Regions from separate parts of the Dromaius novaehollandiae genome. Here region 2 is linked to region 1. The links are chromatin contacts, called in public Hi-C maps. All regions are on one chromosome and are shown on one strand. The core of a region is the stretch at or near the end of the contact, and the rest is flanking DNA. Distances in the headings are between cores, read along the strand shown.

Region 1 (2,700 bases), core at 119-2,618:
TCATGTAGATTTTTGATCCAAAGTTCACAAACATTTTCAGTGAACAGCGAAAGGTGTTCAGCTTCAACCGAAGCTTTTCCTGCACTTGGGGCATTCACACCAGATGGTGCTAATTTATAAATGACTTCCTGATATCTAATAAAGTCATTCTCCCACCTTTCCTTCAGAGGGAACACTATCACAGTCACAGCCTTCAACCTAGCATTCACTTTCACAAAATTTATGAATACTTCATCTTTGAGATGAAGGTGGCCAAAAGATTCAAAAGTGGTACGGGGGCAGATATATGAGTGTGCGCATGCACACACATAGCATGCTGACAAACTCCCTTAGGAATGCAGGTTTAGAAACCAAAGATTTTTTTTTTCCTCTAGATTATAAGATGTTTCAAACAAAAAAGTATGAGTAAAATCTACTCAGAAAAGCCCATGTTATCCTCCATTTTTAAGATCTCCGAGCAAATCACTACTTCAGTACAATGGGTAATATACATCTAGCTGGATAGCTAAAGATGTATCGAGCAGAGTACAAAACAAGGAACAACCTTTCAGCTCCACTATAGACATCAACTAAACATATTCAAAAACAGCAATTAAATTGGGTCAGGAATAAAACCACATTCTCGTACAGCATAAATGCCAGAGTTGGATTCTTGTAATAAACAGAACTTAAAATTTGTCACTCTCAGTTTGCTATAAAATTGCGTATCATTTTGCAGAAAGGAGCAGATGTAAAAAAGGATCAATTCAGCACCACTAGTCCAGCATATGTAATGGGATCATAAGCTGGTATTGTCAGAGCATTGCTACAGGGAAGATCTAGCAGTTAAAGCAAGATGATGTAATGTATGCTCGTGAACATTATCACTTTTACAATAAGCTGCAAAAACAAGGGACTGAAGGAGAAGGATGGGGAAAAATATGAGTAGATTTTCCTACAGTCTACTAGATGGATGGACAGACATACAACAAGAGTATGAATCGATTTAGAGATTAAAACTCTCAAACTCTGTCTTTCACAAATCTAGTCCTTCTCACAGCCAAGCACTCAAGAGGCAGTGCTAATGCTGGCCCTGCCCTGTCCTGCTTTAGTGCTTGTTTGATTTGATTACAATTTGTGGTACTATTCTCCAAGCCCACTCACTGGTCCTCAAAGACTATGGACTTCTGTCATTAAGGAGGGGGTTATTTCAACACCATTTCCCACATAACCATTTCTCTTCAAAGACACAGTTTTGCTCATGTGTTGAAGACAGCTGTGGGACTGCATTGTTGCAGTTCCCTCCCTGCAACCTGCACAGCTTACCCAGTACAAACAAAGCTGGAAAAGTGGCTTCTGCCAAGCTGCCTTTTTTTCTTCTTGCTAGGTGGTGCTGTAATTCCTTCCCGGGCTTTCCTTTCTACAGCAGCCAAAGAGCATCCCGTCTGCCTGACGAAACAGAAACCTTGCCAACTGCTATGTACAATGAAAGCATCATTTCTGAATGAATAGTGGTTGCAATCACAGAGTATGAATGCTCACTTATTGCACCTTTTCTTAAAGAGTCTTCTCACAACATATAATCCATTTTAATTAATTTATTCTTGCAATTTCAAGGAATCTACAGGGTTGCTGAATGATTCCAACTCTTCTTAGCAGAGAAGGGAGTGAAAACCTCACAGCAGCGTAGCTTAAACACATGCCTTACACATGCAGATGATAGCTGTTTGTGTCCAACAACAGGGTTTCTAGAATTACTCTAATTTGTGTGTCATTTTAAATCACTATCTACAAAATAGGCTCGCAGCCTTCAGACAGTCAGGACCAATGCATAAAGAGAAAATATAAGCCTTGTACACTGCATCAGCTGACACACAGCTCTTAAAAGACATACATTACCTCTCTGTGCCAAATAGGATTAGTTGTGTTACTGATGATAGTCGACCTTCTCTCCTGACCATGATGAGCAAATGTAGGAAATGTACTTTTCTTGCCTGGCTGAATGGACATCTTTAGATAAGGATCGGGGTTGAAGAACATGCCTTTTTTAAGTCCAACTGCTCTAATATCTTTAAAGCAAGAAAAGAAGGAAAAAAACAGAACACGGTAATTGAAACTAGTTCATGAAGTGGCATATTCCTAAAATATCACCCAGGAAATCAATTTACAATAAATCACTAAATAAATCACTAAATAAAGCAACTTAACATTAGTCATACAGTAACTGGTAACTAGTGAACAGAAGATAGTTAAAGCAGGAAGTCAAGTGTTTTCCCAAGAGACTATAGAGAGGAAAGGTATCAATATCCTCATTTACATTCTGGTCTCCAGTCATTTGTAATACAAAATATAGCATGAACTTTTAACTTACACACAAATGTTTTTCTCAGTACTTAAGGTATTTCCACTCTTAAAAAAAACACAGTACTTGCTCCATTTCTGGATGAGGGAAAGTGACTAAGATAAAAAACTGTATGGGAGGTAACGTAGGGAACTCATGTCTTCTCAAAGTTGAGGCTTTGAGAAACACAGTTTCAAATATTTATTAACAAGACTACTCTGGACTGTGATGCACACTCTCCCAGCTTGGAAGAAGACAAACTATCCCACACAAAAGGAGGCAAGGTCTTCTGAAAATGCTTCTTTCCATCTATGGAAAACTTTGCACTGTAACTTCTTGCAACTTGCAATAATAAGGAATGGCTTTGTTGGATGCATATT
Region 2 (2,700 bases), core at 38-2,537, 130 kb after region 1:
CCTCAACATACTAGAAGCTTCAGACAAAGATGAGCCCAAGTGATAGGTTGTCAAAAGGTACTTAGGTGCTGCAACACTGAACGTGATACCCGAACCTAGGTGTTTCTGCAGCCTCTGCTGAATCCTCAGCTGGGAATTAGGTGCTCATATTCCTTGTTCAATGCATGGGAAGAGTTAGGCCATACATAGATGCCCCTCAGGAGCTAGATGAGCTGCCAAAAGTGAAAAAGAGAAAATTTTAAATTTCTAGTATGGATGTCTTAAATATCTTTGCTTGAGTCCCCAGAATATCTAATGCTTGATGTTTGCAGCATTGCTCTTTGATGCCTATTTCAGACACCACCTTACCAATTCCACAGCTATGTGTTTAGCCATTAGGCTACAAAGACAGGTTCCCTCTCTGCACAAAAATGAAAGGCAGTGGACCAAAATGGCGTATTTTTTCAAGACTAACACCTTAGGTGCTAGTGGAGACGACACAGCTCAGTAAGATGACTGACCTGTAGTACTTGACTGCACGCACATTAAAACGCTGTACTTGCTTACAGCGCAAGGTGAACACGTGGCCATTAATGATGGGTCATTTGATATGCAGCATATTGACCAGGTGTAAAAATAACTCTTCGCCTACAGGCTAGGGTGGTCCTGCAGAGCATCCCCTCCAAGGAGTTTTGGGTCTACGTATCCTGCAAATTGATTCTAAACCCTTCAAACATTAAACTATTTCAATTTTTGTGTGTGTGTGAAACATGCTTCATTTTGAGTGCTATCTAAATTCCGTATCAGAAGAAAGCAACATGCGACACACACAGCTGCACTGAAGCACTTCACCGGCGTTTAAGTCACAGCCAAGGTGCAAGGCAGTCCCCGGTGGCCCGTGACAAGAGCATATGCCAGCTGCGCCACGGCGCTCAGGCAACGGCTGCGGCCAGCCGCCATTTTGTGAGGGGAAGGTGCGAAGGAGGCTGCCAAAGCAGCGCCGCTCCTCGGCAGAGGGAGGGAGGTGCGAGGAGAGAAGGAGGGAAGAAAAGCAGTCTCCCATGTGCCTCCCACGACCCCGCTCACCGACAGCGACCCACGCGGCACCCAGGCCCCGCGAGGCCGGGCAGCGCAGCCGGGGAGCCCGCGGCGGACATCACCGCCTCACGCCGCTTCACCGAAACCGCCGTTCCTCGGCGGGGACGGACGGACTACAACTCCCAGCATGCCCTGCCCCCCCCCCGTCCAGCTTGGTGCGCATGCGCCGCGGCGTGCGTTGTCCCAGGTTCTGGACTGTCGCCTGCGGACATCCCGCCGCGGCTCTGCGCGCATGCGCGGGGCGGTGGCCACGCGGGGAGCGGGCGGGTTTGAAGCGGGGAAGGAGCGCCATGACGGCGGGCTGGGCCGCCCGCGGCCCCTGGGGCCCCTGAGGACAGCGAGAGGGAGAGGGAGAGGGAGGCAGGCAGGCAGGCGGGGCGCTGCCGCTGCCGCGCGAGGGGTGCCTCGGGCAGCGCTGGCGCGAGCCCCGCGAGACGGGAGCGGCGGCCGGCGCCGCCATGGCCAGGCCAACCGTCTCCCCTACGAGCGTCAAGGCGACGGCGCCCGAGGCCTTCGCGGTGCTGCGCCAGAGGATGAGGGTGGTGGAAGAGCAGGCCAGCGCGCTGGCGAGAGACCTGGAGACGCTCGGCGTCAACGGGCTGAGGTGGGGAGAAAGCAGGGGCAAAGCCTTTCCTTACTGGAGAGCTCAGGCTTTCCTTACTTTCCCTCATATTGTCCCGCTTTGCACCCGTTTGCCATGCTTTGGTCTTCCCTCCCCTGGGAGCTCATACTGACAGAGTCAGTGGGAACAGGCTGCAGCAACCAGGGGTGGAAGGAAACCTTCCAGCAGTATGAAATGTGGTTTCTAATCTCTTCATATCTGTAATGCATACATACAACAGAATGTGTGCATATATGTAGTAGGTCAATCTTCTCTCCTTTTCAGCCTTGGTCTTTTCCACTCAAAGACCTTCGAGGCACCTGCTAGCTACCCAGCCGTAAGTCCTGTGCAGGCCAGGGTAGCATTTGTGGGAGAAAATACACTGTGGAAAAACTGTGAATCGCTGGTGAATCGAATGTGTCGGGTAGAGAGTGTTGTACAGACACTGAAATTAAACATCTCCTGTCTGCAGACGGAAAAGGAGCTGAATCCAAAGCATGCAGGTAGTGAAATATATTTTTTTAACCTCTTCATTGTTTATTATGCCTTCATGTGTTTCTTCTGTCAGTGACTTTTTTTTTTTTTCTTTTCTGTCTGGCAGCCCAGCTGGAGCAGCAGCTGAATGCAATGCAGGAAGAGCATTTGCAGGAAATGAAGGTTGTACAGCAAGAGGCAATGAAATTATGCCAGCAGCTAAGTGATATGAAAGAGGCTGAAGAAAAGGCAAAAGAAGAAGTTCAAAGACTAAGTGCTGCTCTGGAGATTAGAACTGCAACCCAGGTACAAAAGTTGTCACATAGATTATGATTTTACTGTGTTTTCAGGATTAACAGGCTTATCTGTAGTACTTAAAGTATTACGATCTCTGAGATAAATGAAAGATATGCTCTGTTGGAAATGAGCATGTACGATACTGCTTGTTATCATTGATTGTAAGAGAAAACTTATTTTGACAGTGAGATTCTGTGGTTCCACCAATAAAGAAATAATTATACAACAAATCAAGAATAAAAATAATTGAA

What was found. A called contact is a pair of places that touch in the nucleus more often than the background predicts.
Region 2: a Hi-C map of ovary shows a contact between it and region 1, with 3 times the contacts expected there. The contact joins the promoter of CCDC150 here to the enhancer-like site in region 1. A contact is called at or near these places in 3 of 4 Hi-C or Micro-C datasets (brain, liver and ovary).

The regions. Positions count from the first base shown.
Region 1 is chr7:34,981,428-34,984,127 of bDroNov1.hap1, forward strand. HECW2 (HECT, C2 and WW domain containing E3 ubiquitin protein ligase 2) reads right to left here. Exons shown (of 29, transcript XM_026101132.2): 6 at 1,879-2,048. Among named protein-coding and RNA genes, the nearest start is that of STK17B, 73 kb to the left of the region's middle. Within about 2 kb of position 1,369, at least 1 of the 2 cell types and tissues checked has open chromatin away from gene starts, as enhancers often do.
Region 2 is chr7:35,114,293-35,116,992 of bDroNov1.hap1, forward strand. It overlaps CCDC150 (coiled-coil domain containing 150), which reads left to right and starts at 1,288. Exons shown (of 23, transcript XM_064515138.1): 1 at 1,288-1,681; 2 at 1,964-2,181; 3 at 2,280-2,458. The coding sequence starts at 1,536. HECW2 (HECT, C2 and WW domain containing E3 ubiquitin protein ligase 2) reads right to left here and starts at 22. Exons shown (of 29, transcript XM_026101132.2): 1 at 2-22.